Regions from separate parts of the Sus scrofa genome. Here region 1 is linked to region 2. A link is a contact called in public Hi-C data. All regions are on one chromosome and are shown on one strand. The core of a region is the stretch at or near the end of the contact, and the rest is flanking DNA. Distances in the headings are between cores, read along the strand shown.

Region 1 (6,022 bases), core at 706-3,205, 160 kb after region 2:
ACCATGCTGGGCATCAAGGTGGCATCATCCAAGAATCTCCACCTCAAGCAAATATTTCTAGGTCTGGGGTTTTGACCTAAACATCTAAGTAAATATTAATATTGTATTGATGTTTTGAAAGAGTTTTCAACTACTTACCATCCACCCCAAGTCTTTAAGTAATCTTGGTGCTTCAAGAGGATGGACCACTTGAACTTGAAGCTCCATGGCTCCTTTTGCTGCCCCTGTCCTCCCAAAGTTAGACACAAGTATCCATTTTAGAAGTGTGGAAAAGCTATGTCTCATGGGCATAAGAACTAAGCATTCTTTCCCACTCATTCGGGGGTTTTCGCAAAGATTAAAATATCCCACAGGTTTTAAAAATAGTTAAAATTGTCACAGGCATATTCACCAATAATGGCATTTTGCCTTTAAAGAAAACTAAGTTTTGGAATGCAAGGAAATTCAGTTCCTGAGTAACATAAGTCCACCATGGCTGTCCTGCTAGATGCAGGGCCATTTTGAAATATCCATTCTTTCCACTCAGACTCTGCCCTAGGATTTCAAACTCGTCCCATTTGCCTGGGAATGTCCCATTTTGCCAGACTCCAACTGTGGGGCACTCTGTTCTTCTCGGTTCCTGGCAAACTGTGACAACTGGTCCCCCTCCTTTGCACATGAGTAGCAAATAAGTACAACAGTTTCCAGGAACCCTCCTGGTTTATGCTGCTGGTCTGAAGTGACCATGATGCCTTGGTGAAGAAGGATCAGTGGAACTGATGACACAGAAGAGGAGAAAATTCTGGAGCAAGCAAGTTCCTGGGAAATGGAAGACCCTTGGGGTGCTTTAAAGTACCATAGTGGGCATTTTAAGTGCTTCTGGTGCAGAACTGTCCTATCTGTTCTAAAGCAGTGGTTTCTTTTAAATCACAATTCTTATGTTGCACCATCAGACCTGCTAATTTAGAGTTTGTACATTTTTCACATAGCAGATGAAGGATCTTCCCACCACACAAGTTGGACCATGTCACAATGATGCTGCTTAAAAATTTCAAGGCTTCTTGGAGTTCCTGTTGTGGCACAGCAGAAACGAATCCGACTAGGAACCATGAGGTTGCGGGTTCGATCCTTAGGATTGCTTGCTCAGGGGTTAAGGATCTGGCATTGCCATGAGCTGTGCTGTAGGTCGCAGATGTGGCTTGGATCCGGCGTTGCAGTGGCTCTGGCATAGGCCAGAAGCTATAGCTCTGATTACACTTCCAGCCTGGGAACCTCCATGTGCCGCAGGTGTGGCCCTAAAAAGACAAAAAACAAAAAAAAAAAGTTCAAGGCTTCTTGCTGTTAAATGTGTTAAATGTGTTAAAATGTAAACTCACTGCCTGGTTTAAGGCTATTCATGAGTCACCCGTTGTTTATCACACCAGCCTCATGTTGCCCCAGCCCCTGCCTCTGAATCTATTTGGTTTGGCCTTTGCCTACAGCTTTCCCCTGGCCCAGAACACGATGACCCTACATCCTCCCCTTTTTCTCTGGCTCAAGTACTTATTGCGAGATCTTGGGTAACTTTCTCCAGGAAGCCTCCTCCAGCAGTCAAATCAAGTATTCTTCTGGATGAAGTTCTTAGCCCGCTGTATCTCCTCCAGCATAAGGCTTTTCATGGTATAATGTAAATGACTTTCAATTGTTTGTCCTTGTCCCTCTAGATCTCAATGCCTCTGGATGCAATTCTATCTCCAGTACCAAACACAGTGCATTGCCCAAAGTCAAGGCACACAAATATTGATTGAATAGATGACTGAATTCAGCCCTCTTCTGATATATGCCACTTGTCCTGTGTCTCATTCTGTCCTCCCATCCCTACTGTCACAGCAAACTCCAGATACCCATCGTTGACTTTGAGAGTTTGGTCACACACTTGCCTGTTGGCCCAGAGCTTTGCAGAATGGCTCTCTGCTGCCCCCACACGTTTTGAATCAGCTCCTTAGGCAGCCAGTTGAGACAAGCCCTTGCTCCATGGAGTGCGTTTCAGTTCTGCAGGGACATCTTTCCTCCTGACCGCTGCCCGCCTCCCTTGGCACAAAGAGGGACCATGTGGGATGGGAGAGAAGGATGATACCCCTCTGTGTCTCTATACCCAATCTCCTGTTTATTCTCCTCCATCATCCAGACAAAATTAAATATTTTTATTGTCTCTTTTTCCTCTGACCTCCTTTTCTCCCTTTCTAGAGCCTTCTTTAAGGTATTCTTCCCTTAGGCTCCTTAACATCTACTTAAACATAGTGGTCTAGTTAGCAGCTCCTCAGCACACTAAGACTTTAAGTACTTGCCTATGATACAATTTCCATGTGAAAATAGGACAGGAACGTCCTTACATTTTGAATTTCATTCTTTTACACAAAAATTAACAAGACTCTCAAAACAGAGATGTTAACTGGTTTTCTCCTCAGAATATAGGATCTTATTTACATAGATTGAATCATATATTTAATGAAAAAAATTTATTGCGATCACATCTTCATTATTCCCTTCATTAAACAGATACCGCAATATGAATGATTGATTTAGTATATTAAGCCATTTTAAATAGCAGTAATTTAAGGGCAACATCTGTATTCTTTCTATGATTTTTATTATAGCAATTAAAAAACTTTTAGATAGTTCCTGATGAATAATGTGGTTCTAAATATATAATGCTCAGTGTGACAGAACCATAGCCTCTTTTTCTTTGGTAGTTAGTGTCTAAGGTAATTAAACTCAGCATGAAACGTGTGGTACCTGCAGCATATCACAATTAATACAGTTCAAGCATAAGCACATTTTTTTAGGGGGGAAAAATAGGTGTTTTACATCAAATGGAACAAAAGAAGCTGCTTCCCCTCTAAGAGAATGAGAAATATTTGGTTAAAAAGAAAGCTACCAATAACATTTACATATTTTTAAACCAGATGGCTTAAACTTTTATACTAAAATAGCTACCTATTTATGGTTGTAAAGCTCTTTGTTTACATTAGCAATGTTAAGGCCAATAAAAATGGACACACCTTGGACTCCAGATGTGAAGTGTGCCTTGCACAAGGGTGTAGGCAAAGGGGATAAACAGGGCCTGAACTACAGCCCAGAGCACTGGACAGCAAGCTGCGCTCTGACTCAGGGCTGTGTCTCCTGGGAGAAGCAGGCCCCTCTTTCTAAGCTGCATAGAGACAGTGTCTCTGTGCTTTGTCCTTTCACCCTGCATGAAAACACATGCCTTTCCATTAAATTATTGCCTGGCTTTAACTCTCTTGTTAATTCCAAACCACTGGTTTCTTCAAAATTGGTATTTCCCAATTTTGTCTTGAAACAAGCACATGTATATGTGGCAGAGACAAGAGGGAGAAAACCTGCAAATTCCAGTCCATTGACATTTCTACAAAACATTCATCTTTAGCAATTTGGGATTAGATGAATTTGGAGACCACGAAAAAGCAATAAAAGTGAGAAATCTCAAGAAAGACATAGTGGTCCTGTCTCAGGGCTAACAAGTTAGCCCCCTTGTTCATTTTACTTTTTTCTCTATCATTTCCTTTTCTTTTTTCATTTTTTAAAGTTTTATTGAAGTGTAGTCGATTTACAATGTCATAGCTTCTGCTGTACAACAAAGTGATTCAGGTGTACATGTACACACATTCACTCTGTTTCAAATCTTTTCCCACACAGATTATCCCAGAATACTGGGTAAGGTTCCCTGTATAGCCCCTCGTTTAGAATACCATGATCATGAGCCAGGTTTATGATTTAAAACCTAGAGTTAGCACCACATGGTGGAAAACTCTATTCCATTGTCACAGACTGAAACTGTTGCCAGTTTGTTTCAAGGCTACATGAAGTCAGGGTACTTCTTACCCACCTCAATTACCCAAAAAAAGTCCCGATGACAGAGCAACTAGTAAATGTTCATCCCATCTCAACTATAAAGTTCATCACTCCTCGTCTGTAGAAAAAGTTTCCAGATGTATTTGCGTTATGTGATGGGGTCCCGTCGTCAATATGATTGAAAGCCTATAAACACGTGGTTTTCTCAAGAGCTTCAACAAGGCGCTAATGTCTTGCCAAGAAACCAAAAGAACACCCCTGACCCAGCCAACCCGACTCATCTGATCAGCAGTCTAGATATTACAGGAATTCAATTTCACCTTCAGTGGGAACACATTAGATTGAGAAGTCCAGCCTAGGACCATGTGAGTTCCCAACCACCTGTTTCTGTGCAAAACGAATCACTTGATGGGAACTAGAATATCACTAATAAAAGTTGTTTCTGCTAATTACATGTGGGGTTATAACTGGAAGCGGGAAGAGTGGGGTTTTATTTTTAGCCAGGTTTGAACACGACATGACATTGAGGGCATACCTAGAAAACTTTAAGATTATCATTGACCTCAGGTGCACTGAAACTGGATCAAATATCCCAGGAGCAGTCCCCCCAACCCCCCTCAGAATCACTGTTACTCCATAGAGCGGTTTTTATGCAGTTAATATTAGCACAACCCCTTTTTCTGCTTGCCTGCTTCCTAGCAACCTGAAGCAGAGTATCTGCTTGCCAATCTGCTTTTGGTAAAAAAGAACAGAAAACACCCAGCGAATTTGCCAATAGCCCTGCTGAGATGGGGGTGTATTCCACAAATGCTGAGCCGATTCCGGGAGCAGAGGATTTCTGTTGTTAACCTCCTGACCTTGCCACGCTTTCCACCACAGGCCAGAGAAGATGTGATCCACATGCTGAAGACGGAGAAGACCAAGCCTGAGGTTCTGGAGGCTCATTATGGGTCTGCGGAGCCGGAGAAAGTGCTGCGAGTCCTGCACCGAGACGCCATACTAGCCCAGGAGAAGTCTGTAGGGGAGGACGTGTACGAGAAACCCATCTCAGAGGTAAACACACCAACCAGTCCAGAAGGGAGCCTCGGGGTGTTTCCACATCTTCCCACTTTACACGCTTTAACCTTTCCCTTCAAAGGCAACCGTTTATGATGCCCTGATGGAGAATTAAAGTCTAATGACGTGATGCATCATTGTAGATACATTTCATTGATAAGAATTGCAGAAGCATTTCTTTAAACCTACTTAAAGCCCAAAATATATTTCTCATGTGATGGGGAGAGTTACATGCTCTTCAGTCTGTTCTTTTACTTCTCTCAGAGATGATATATGTAAAAATGTGAGGTACCTATGGGTTTAAGTGTTGAGTTTTCAGATTATTAGCAAATTGGTAATCTAGAGTTAAATTGATTTTTATTACTAATACTTACAGTTATAAAGCCACTAAGTTTTGATATTGCGTAGACTCAGTCACAATTAAAAGTCTCAGGGAGTTTCCGGTGTGGTACAACAGAAACAAATCCGACTAGGATCCATGAGGATTCAGGTTCAATCCTTGGCCTCTATCAGTGGGTCAGGGATCCAGCATTGCTGTGAGCTGTGGTGTAGGTCGAAGATGCGGCTGGATCCCCTGTTGATGTGGCTATGGTGCAGGCTGGCAGCTGCAGCTCTGATTCAACCCCTACCTTGGGAACTTCCATATGCTATCGGCGTGGCCCTAAAAAGAATAAATAAATAAATAAACTAATTAATTAATAATTAAATAAAATTGTCTCAAATGAGGGGCTAAAACATAAAAGTTGAGGCAAAATACCAATGGAAGGCTTAGGGCAAATTGTTTAAGATGGAATCTAACAAGACAATATTTAATCATTTTTATACAAGATTGTATTAGGAACTACTGATTGTTGTTAATTATTCACGATAACACATGTTAAAAATATTCTCACATCATAGCAGAATCTTGATGCCATATCAGGGAACCAACTGATGGATCCAGCCATAATGACTCTTCAGAATTCCTGTAAAAAATTCACAGATGTGAAATTAGTTTCATAAATGAAAAAAGAACACAAAAGTTAGGAATCTGAAGCAATTCATTTTGTTTTACTGATTTATTTTTTGGTTGAGGCTGCAGCATGCTGAAGCTCCTGGCCCAGGGATCAAACCTGTGCAGCAAAACACCAGGTCC
Region 2 (6,513 bases), core at 651-3,150:
ATCAATGTTGTCAAACTGACTATACTATGGGAGGCAATCAACAGATTCAACACAATCGCTATAAAATTACCAAGGGCACTTTTCAAAGAACTAGAACCAAAAATTTTAAAACTTGTGTGGAAACAGAAAAGACTCCAAATAGCCGAAGTAATCTTGAAAGAGAAAAATGGAGCTGGAGGAATTGGGCTCCCTGACTTCGGACTCTACAACAAAGCTACACTTACCAAAACAGTAAGATACTGACACAAAAACAGAAATATAGATCCATGGAACAGGATAGACTTTGAGAGGAGGAAGACATAGAAGTGGGCAAGGGCAACTGAGTTGTGACTGATGCTTGGGGAGGAGTATGGTGTGAAAATGAAGATAGGCACTTTGTGGCCTATTGTGGTGTACTTCAGAACAATCGAAAGTTCAGGTCAGGTGATGGGGTTAGGGAAGGAAATGGGCAGCATGAAACTTGTTTGGAGTTTCAGAAATAGAAAGCAAGGATCTGAAAAGATGATGTGTCTCAATCTCTCTATTAGATCTTTTGCTCTGTAATTGAGAGAGAAGATTAACAGGCAGTGGAAGAAATTCTGCAGTAGTTTCCATTGTGGCACAGCAGAAACAAACCTGACTAGTATCCATGAAGATGCAGGTTTGATCCCTGGCCTTGCTCACTGGGTTAAGGATCCGGTGCTGCTGTGAGCTGTGGTGTAGGTCGCAGATGCGGCTTGAATCCCAAGTTGCTGTGCCTGAGGCACAGGCTGGCAGCTCCAGCTCTGATTGGATCCCTAGCCTGGGAACTTCCATATGCCATGGGTATGGCCCTAAAAAGCAAAAAAAAAAAAAAAAAAAAAAAGAAAGAAAAAGAGAGAGAGGAAGCAGAAATTTTGGAAACTACACAATTTTGAGCAGCTATGGTGCTTCCCACCTCTGATCTTGACTTTCCTCATCTCCATGGTCTTCTGAGCATGAGCTAGGCTTCTCCACACCCCCTCCTCCCCAGGCTCTTGCCTACCTCCCTTTTGGTCCTAGTGCCCCATGGCCCCTTTCTTGGGCAGAGGAAGTATTTGGCTCCTTCTACTATTTTCCTGAATGACCCATAAGGTATAAACTTCATGGCTGCTCCCCTGACAACCCATTTTGTAAGTTATTAAACAAACTGCACTGAATATTGACTTTTTCTTTTTTGTTCTGTCGACTTAACTTTCTTACTGACTAGCGGGGAGATGAAAAATATGGCGAAAAAGATGTTTTTCTTCTCAAAATGAAGATAATTTTCTTCACTTACTCAAAGGTCACACAAAATATGTGCTACCTGGTTTTCTGATTCTTTTTTTTTTTTTTTTTTTGCTATTTCTTGGGCCGCTTCCACAGCATATGGAGATTCCCAGGCTAGGGGTCCAATCGGAGCCATAGCCACCAGTCTACGCCAGAGCCACAGCAACGCGGGATCCGAGCCGCGTCTGCAACCTACACCACAGCTCACGGCAAGCCGGAGCGTTAACTCACGGAGCAAGGGCAGGGGCCGAACCCGCAACCTCATGGTTCCTAGTCGGATTCATTAACCACTGTGCCACTATGGGAACTCCTGGCTTTCTGATTCTAAATCTCAAATCCCTTGGTGACTCATGCTAATTGATTAAGATATTAATACATGATAGAGCATTAAAAAATAAATACACTAATTTCTTTTTGCCTTTCAATTTTTTATTATTAGAGAGTATATGACCATAATAGAACAGAGCTGTTTATATATTTAAAATATAGGTTTAATGTGTTATAAAATCCAGGAGTCTACTTTTGGGTAGAATGATCTGTCAGGCAAAGAATGTCTTACTTTAATTTAGCATTTGGAGCGCAGGGCTGGTGAAAGTTTGCCTCCGCCCCAACCATTTCGCTCCTCACGCTGTAAGGAGGAAAACGGCCACCAGATGGCAGTCAAGCACCACCCATCAATGTAACAACATGTGTCTGAGTCCAGCTTAGAGAATGATGATGAAGCAACTGATTTTGCTGAAAAACAAATGTGTTTAATTTTAAGAACTTCCCCCCTCATACGTAGATGAAGTATAATGACAAGCCCCATTATTAAAATACATATAAACTAAGAAAAAATGCAAAACAGAAGAGATATGATTAAGTAGTTGTTATATATCTTTGACCAGATGCTTAATACATATAAACAGTGCCCAGAGGTCTATCAGAAAACTGTCCAGAACCTCTGTGCAAAAGGGAAAACAGCAGGGTTACTGAGCTGTCAACATTCACCTCTACCTGGCATTTCTCTGGAGAGACCTCCTTTTCAACTTTGCAAACGCCTCCAAAAATATGGAAAATGATAAACATGAGACTGTGTTACCTTTCTAATAAGTTCAAATTTTAATTCCCAAAGTTAACTTTTTATAAATAGTTATAAGATAGCATTTGAACATTTTCAAGAAAAAATTGGTGGTTTTTATAGGCAGTTAAAACCTTTTAGGAAGCTCAGAGGTAACAAGACCGACCAGTATCTATGAGGATTTGGGTTTGATCCCTGGCCCTACTCAGTGGGTTAAAGGATCAGGCCTTGCCCTGAGCAGTGGTGTAGGTCACAGATACGGCTTGGATCCTGTGTTGCTGTGGCTGTGGTGTAGGCTGGCAGCTGTAGCTTCGATTCAACCCCTAGTCTGGGAAATGTGCGGCCCTAAAAAGCAACCAAAGCAAAACAAACAAACCAAAACCTAAACCTTTTAGATCTACTGTCACAGAAGATACCTAACATGGTCATTGTAAAGTATAACAAAAATATTATCCTTATTGATATAAATTGATGTAGCTTACTGTTACTTTTCCTTTCTCTTTTAGGTAGAGACTGCATGGTTTTATTTAGTTACTGACATCTTTTTGGTTTATGTTTTTATTGTGTAAATTAAAAATATACAAAAGAAGAGTGAATAATATAATTCATCTTCTAACTTCAGTAATTACCAACATTCTGCTTTATTGTTTCATCTGTACCTTCCGATTTTTATTTTTCCAAAGTATCTGAAGTGTTTAAAAGCAAACCCAAGAGGTCATGTCATCTCACTTGTAAACACTCGTTTACAATAAGTGAAAACTTAAAAGAAAAACACGAATTACACAATCACAATACCATTATCCCATTAGTGGAGCCCTTAATAGGTAACTGAGTTTTTGGGTTTTTTAAAATGATTTTTATTTTTTCCAGTATAGCTGGTTTCCAGTGTACTGTCAATTTTCTGATGAAAGCTTCAGATCAAGCCACAGAGTTCAGCTAAGACCAGAAGAGGAATGCAATTGCCTTTGTACAGCAAAGTGACCCAGTCACATATACATATATACGTTCTGGTAACTGTATTTTAAAGCTCAATCAGGCAGAACCACATCCTAAATGAAATAATTTCTAAGTCTTGATGGCTTAAAATGAGGATATGCTAAAAAAAGTTGAATAAATATTAATTTTTAAAAATAGGTAGAACTATTTTTAAGATGAAATGCATTTAGTATATTGTACAGAGAGTGAGTACATCTTATTATTTAATTAAGCTACAAAATCTCATGTGTGAGTCATTGGACAAATGCAAAGCAAATACATTTATGGAGACAGCCAAAATTTTATTCATTGTGAATTTACGTCTGTATATTTACATGTGTCTATAAAGTGTTGTATACTTTTTTTTTTTTTTTTTTTTGCTTTTTAGGGCCTCACTCTCAACATATGGAGGTTCCCAGGCTAGGGGTTGTCTTGGAGCTACAGCTGCCGGCCTACACCACAGCCACAGTAATGCTAGATCCGAGCCGAGTCTGTGACCTACACCACAGCTCATGGCAACGCCGGATCCTTACCCCACTGAGCGAGGCTAGGGATCAAACTCGAAACCTCATGGTTCCTAGTTGGATTCCTTTCCGCTGTGTCAGGAAAGAATCTCCAAGTGTTATATACTTTTATAAGTTAGATAAGTATGTTTCAATATGTTTATTTCTGTTTGGTTACCATAGTCTGGATAAAAGTTACACAAACCTGCTACATTGGCTAAACTGTATCTGCCGTGAGATTTAAGATTTCCTGGTGCATAGCTTTGTTTATTCTGGCTTCCATTCTTGTTCATATTTTATGTGATGTAATCTCTGTAAAAACCTGACATCAGGGAGAGTAGGCATGGACTCCTTACATTTTCTGAAGATAATCAGTGTTTTTGGGCTTTTAGTATTCCCCTCCATGCCTGTCCATCTTGACCTAGCTTCAGTTGTAGCAGGCGTGACCACAGGGTTCATTTACCTCAAATAATGAAAGCTTCAGATCAAGCCACAGAGTTCAGCTAAGACCAGAAGACGAATGCAATTGCCTAGACTGAATGTGAGTGATGTTGCATATCCCTTGAGGAATGTTATGTTTAGATTATATCTAGTAGCAGGAAGAGTAAACAGATAGTTTTTTTCTCTAAGATCTTGTAATGCTTCCATGTATTTACAACATTATATTAACTCAGTGTATTGCCTTGTGTGTTACAACTTGGCAGAGTTTTTCTGGGCAGACTGTTAACTTAAAATCTAAAAGAGGAGTTCCCTTTGTGGCGCAGCAGAAACGAATCCAGCTAGTATCCATGAGGATGCAGGTTCAATCTTTGGCCTTGCTCAGTGGGTTAAGGATTCAGCGTTGCCATGAGCTGTGGTGTAGTTCTCAGACAGGGCTCAGATCCTGCTTTGCTGTGGCTGTGATGTAGGCTGGCAGCTGTAGCTCCGATTTGACCCCTAGCTTGGGAACCTCCATGTGTTGAGGGTGAGGCCCTAAAAAGAAAAAAAAAAAAAATCTAAGAGAGTGCACAGATAAAGTTGCAAATACACTGCAAGTATAAAGAAACTGTTATTTCCTCAGATTTTGACTATTCTCTGTGTATGCCTGCTTTATATGTAATCAGCCCTAGGAGTACTTTCATTAGGGAAAGTACAGGAAAGGTAACTTTGTCTCATCAAACAGCTCTAAATTTTATTTGTTGACCAACTTCTGAAATTCTAAAAGTCCCATTAATTCTATAGTATATAGATTGAATTCTTGGTTCAAATACAAAAATTCCTGAGCTCTAAGCCTTATGAATTATTGCACCTTGATATATATTCACCTACTACTCTCTACTCTATGCAGATCTTGAAAGGGAGTGGACAGAGGTAGGTTGTTATCAGAAAGAATGTTTATGGACCGTTTTAAGAAATGGGTTTGTTTAATAGAACTAGCTCTAGTCAGGATTTGATGAACTAATTTAAAAAATGCTAAATAAATTTGTGTTAGCAAGTAGCCTAAAACTGCTTTTTTCCCCCCCTGTTCAGGCTGAAAATATCTATTTAGCAAAATGTTATCAGATCTGTTTTATTTAAAACAAATATTATCAGAAGTCCCCTTGTGGTGCAGCAGGTTAAGGATCCAGCATTGCTACAGCTGTGGCTTGGGTTCCATTCCTGGCCTGGGAACGTCCATATGCTGCGAGTGTAGCCCCCAAACAAAAACAAAGACAAAACCCCAAATGTTATAGGTTAATGTAGAATCTATTTTGTCTAATTTCCCTGAAATATATCTTCCAGTCATAAAACTGCCAACCTCATCTACTGAATGTCATATCAATAGGTAATTAAAAAAAAAATTCCTTCCAGTGGCATTAGTACATTGAAATGTGTAAAGACTTCTGAGTGAAATAGTTCTAGGCTCTAATTCTAGTTCTGACACTGACTTTGGTCTATTACTTATTCTCTCAGAAATTTGATTTCTTCATCCATAAAAATAGCATAATCCCATCTAATAATAATAGTTATGCAGGAGAATTGTTTTGGCTGAGATGGTGAATATGAAGTCACTGGCTGTCTTAATTTGGGTTCTACCAGAAGCAGATCTGAAGGCAAGGATTCCAGTGAAATCAGTTTATTTGGGAAGTTCAGAGAAGAAGGTAAGGAAGTGGAGGAAGGTGGTGGGGGCAGCTAATAAAGAGTCGTGGAAAAGCCAGCTATCCTGGGGCACCTAGCGTTTAATTCTGTTTTTTTTTTTTTTTTCTTTTTCTTTTTAGGGCTGCACCTGCGGCATATGGATGTTCCCAGGCTAGAGGTTGAATTGGAGCTATAGCTGCCAGCCTACAACACAGCCATAGCAACACCAGATCCAAGCTGCATCTGTGAGCTGCACCACAGCTCACGGCAACCTGGATCATTAACCCACTGAGCCGGGCCAGGGGTCGAACCTGCATCCTCATGGTTACTAGTTGGGTTCATTACTGCTGAGCTGCAAGGGGAACTCCTATAGCTTATTTCTGCAGGGGAAAATGGTGCAAAGCACACACCTTGGAAATTTCCACCTGAGAGGGTAGGGAATGGAGATATTAATACACAGCTTCTGGAAGGTCACTGGTTGGAGGCTTCTCCCTGGAGCAGGAGACTCTGCACCTGAGCAACAGCTATGAGAGGAGCACTGAAGCAAGCACATACTGGAGGCTGGAACGAGAGCATATTGAAAATCTGTCAGGAACACGGGATGGAGACACT

What was found. A called contact is a pair of places that touch in the nucleus more often than the background predicts.
Region 1: a Hi-C map of adipose tissue shows a contact between it and region 2, with 4 times the contacts expected there. The contact joins two enhancer-like sites. A contact is called at or near these places in 1 of 5 promoter capture datasets (liver), 26 of 47 Hi-C or Micro-C datasets (adipose tissue, alveolar macrophages, blood and 14 more) and 1 of 2 datasets of contacts at active chromatin or transcription factors (skeletal muscle).

What each region holds. Positions count from the first base shown.
Region 1 is chr1:90,558,511-90,564,532 of Sscrofa11.1, forward strand. It overlaps FILIP1 (filamin-A-interacting protein 1), which reads left to right. Exons shown (of 7, transcript XM_021092328.1): 3 at 4,711-4,884. Among named protein-coding and RNA genes, the nearest start is that of TMEM30A, 78 kb to the right of the region's middle. Within about 2 kb of position 1,956, at least 13 of the 83 cell types and tissues checked have an H3K27ac peak or open chromatin away from gene starts, as enhancers often do. A contact at or near this core is called in adipose tissue, where this site is marked.
Region 2 is chr1:90,394,966-90,401,478 of Sscrofa11.1, forward strand. No RefSeq gene overlaps it. Among named protein-coding and RNA genes, the nearest start is that of FILIP1, 29 kb to the right of the region's middle. Within about 2 kb of position 1,901, at least 4 of the 83 cell types and tissues checked have an H3K27ac peak or open chromatin away from gene starts, as enhancers often do. A contact at or near this core is called in adipose tissue, where this site is marked.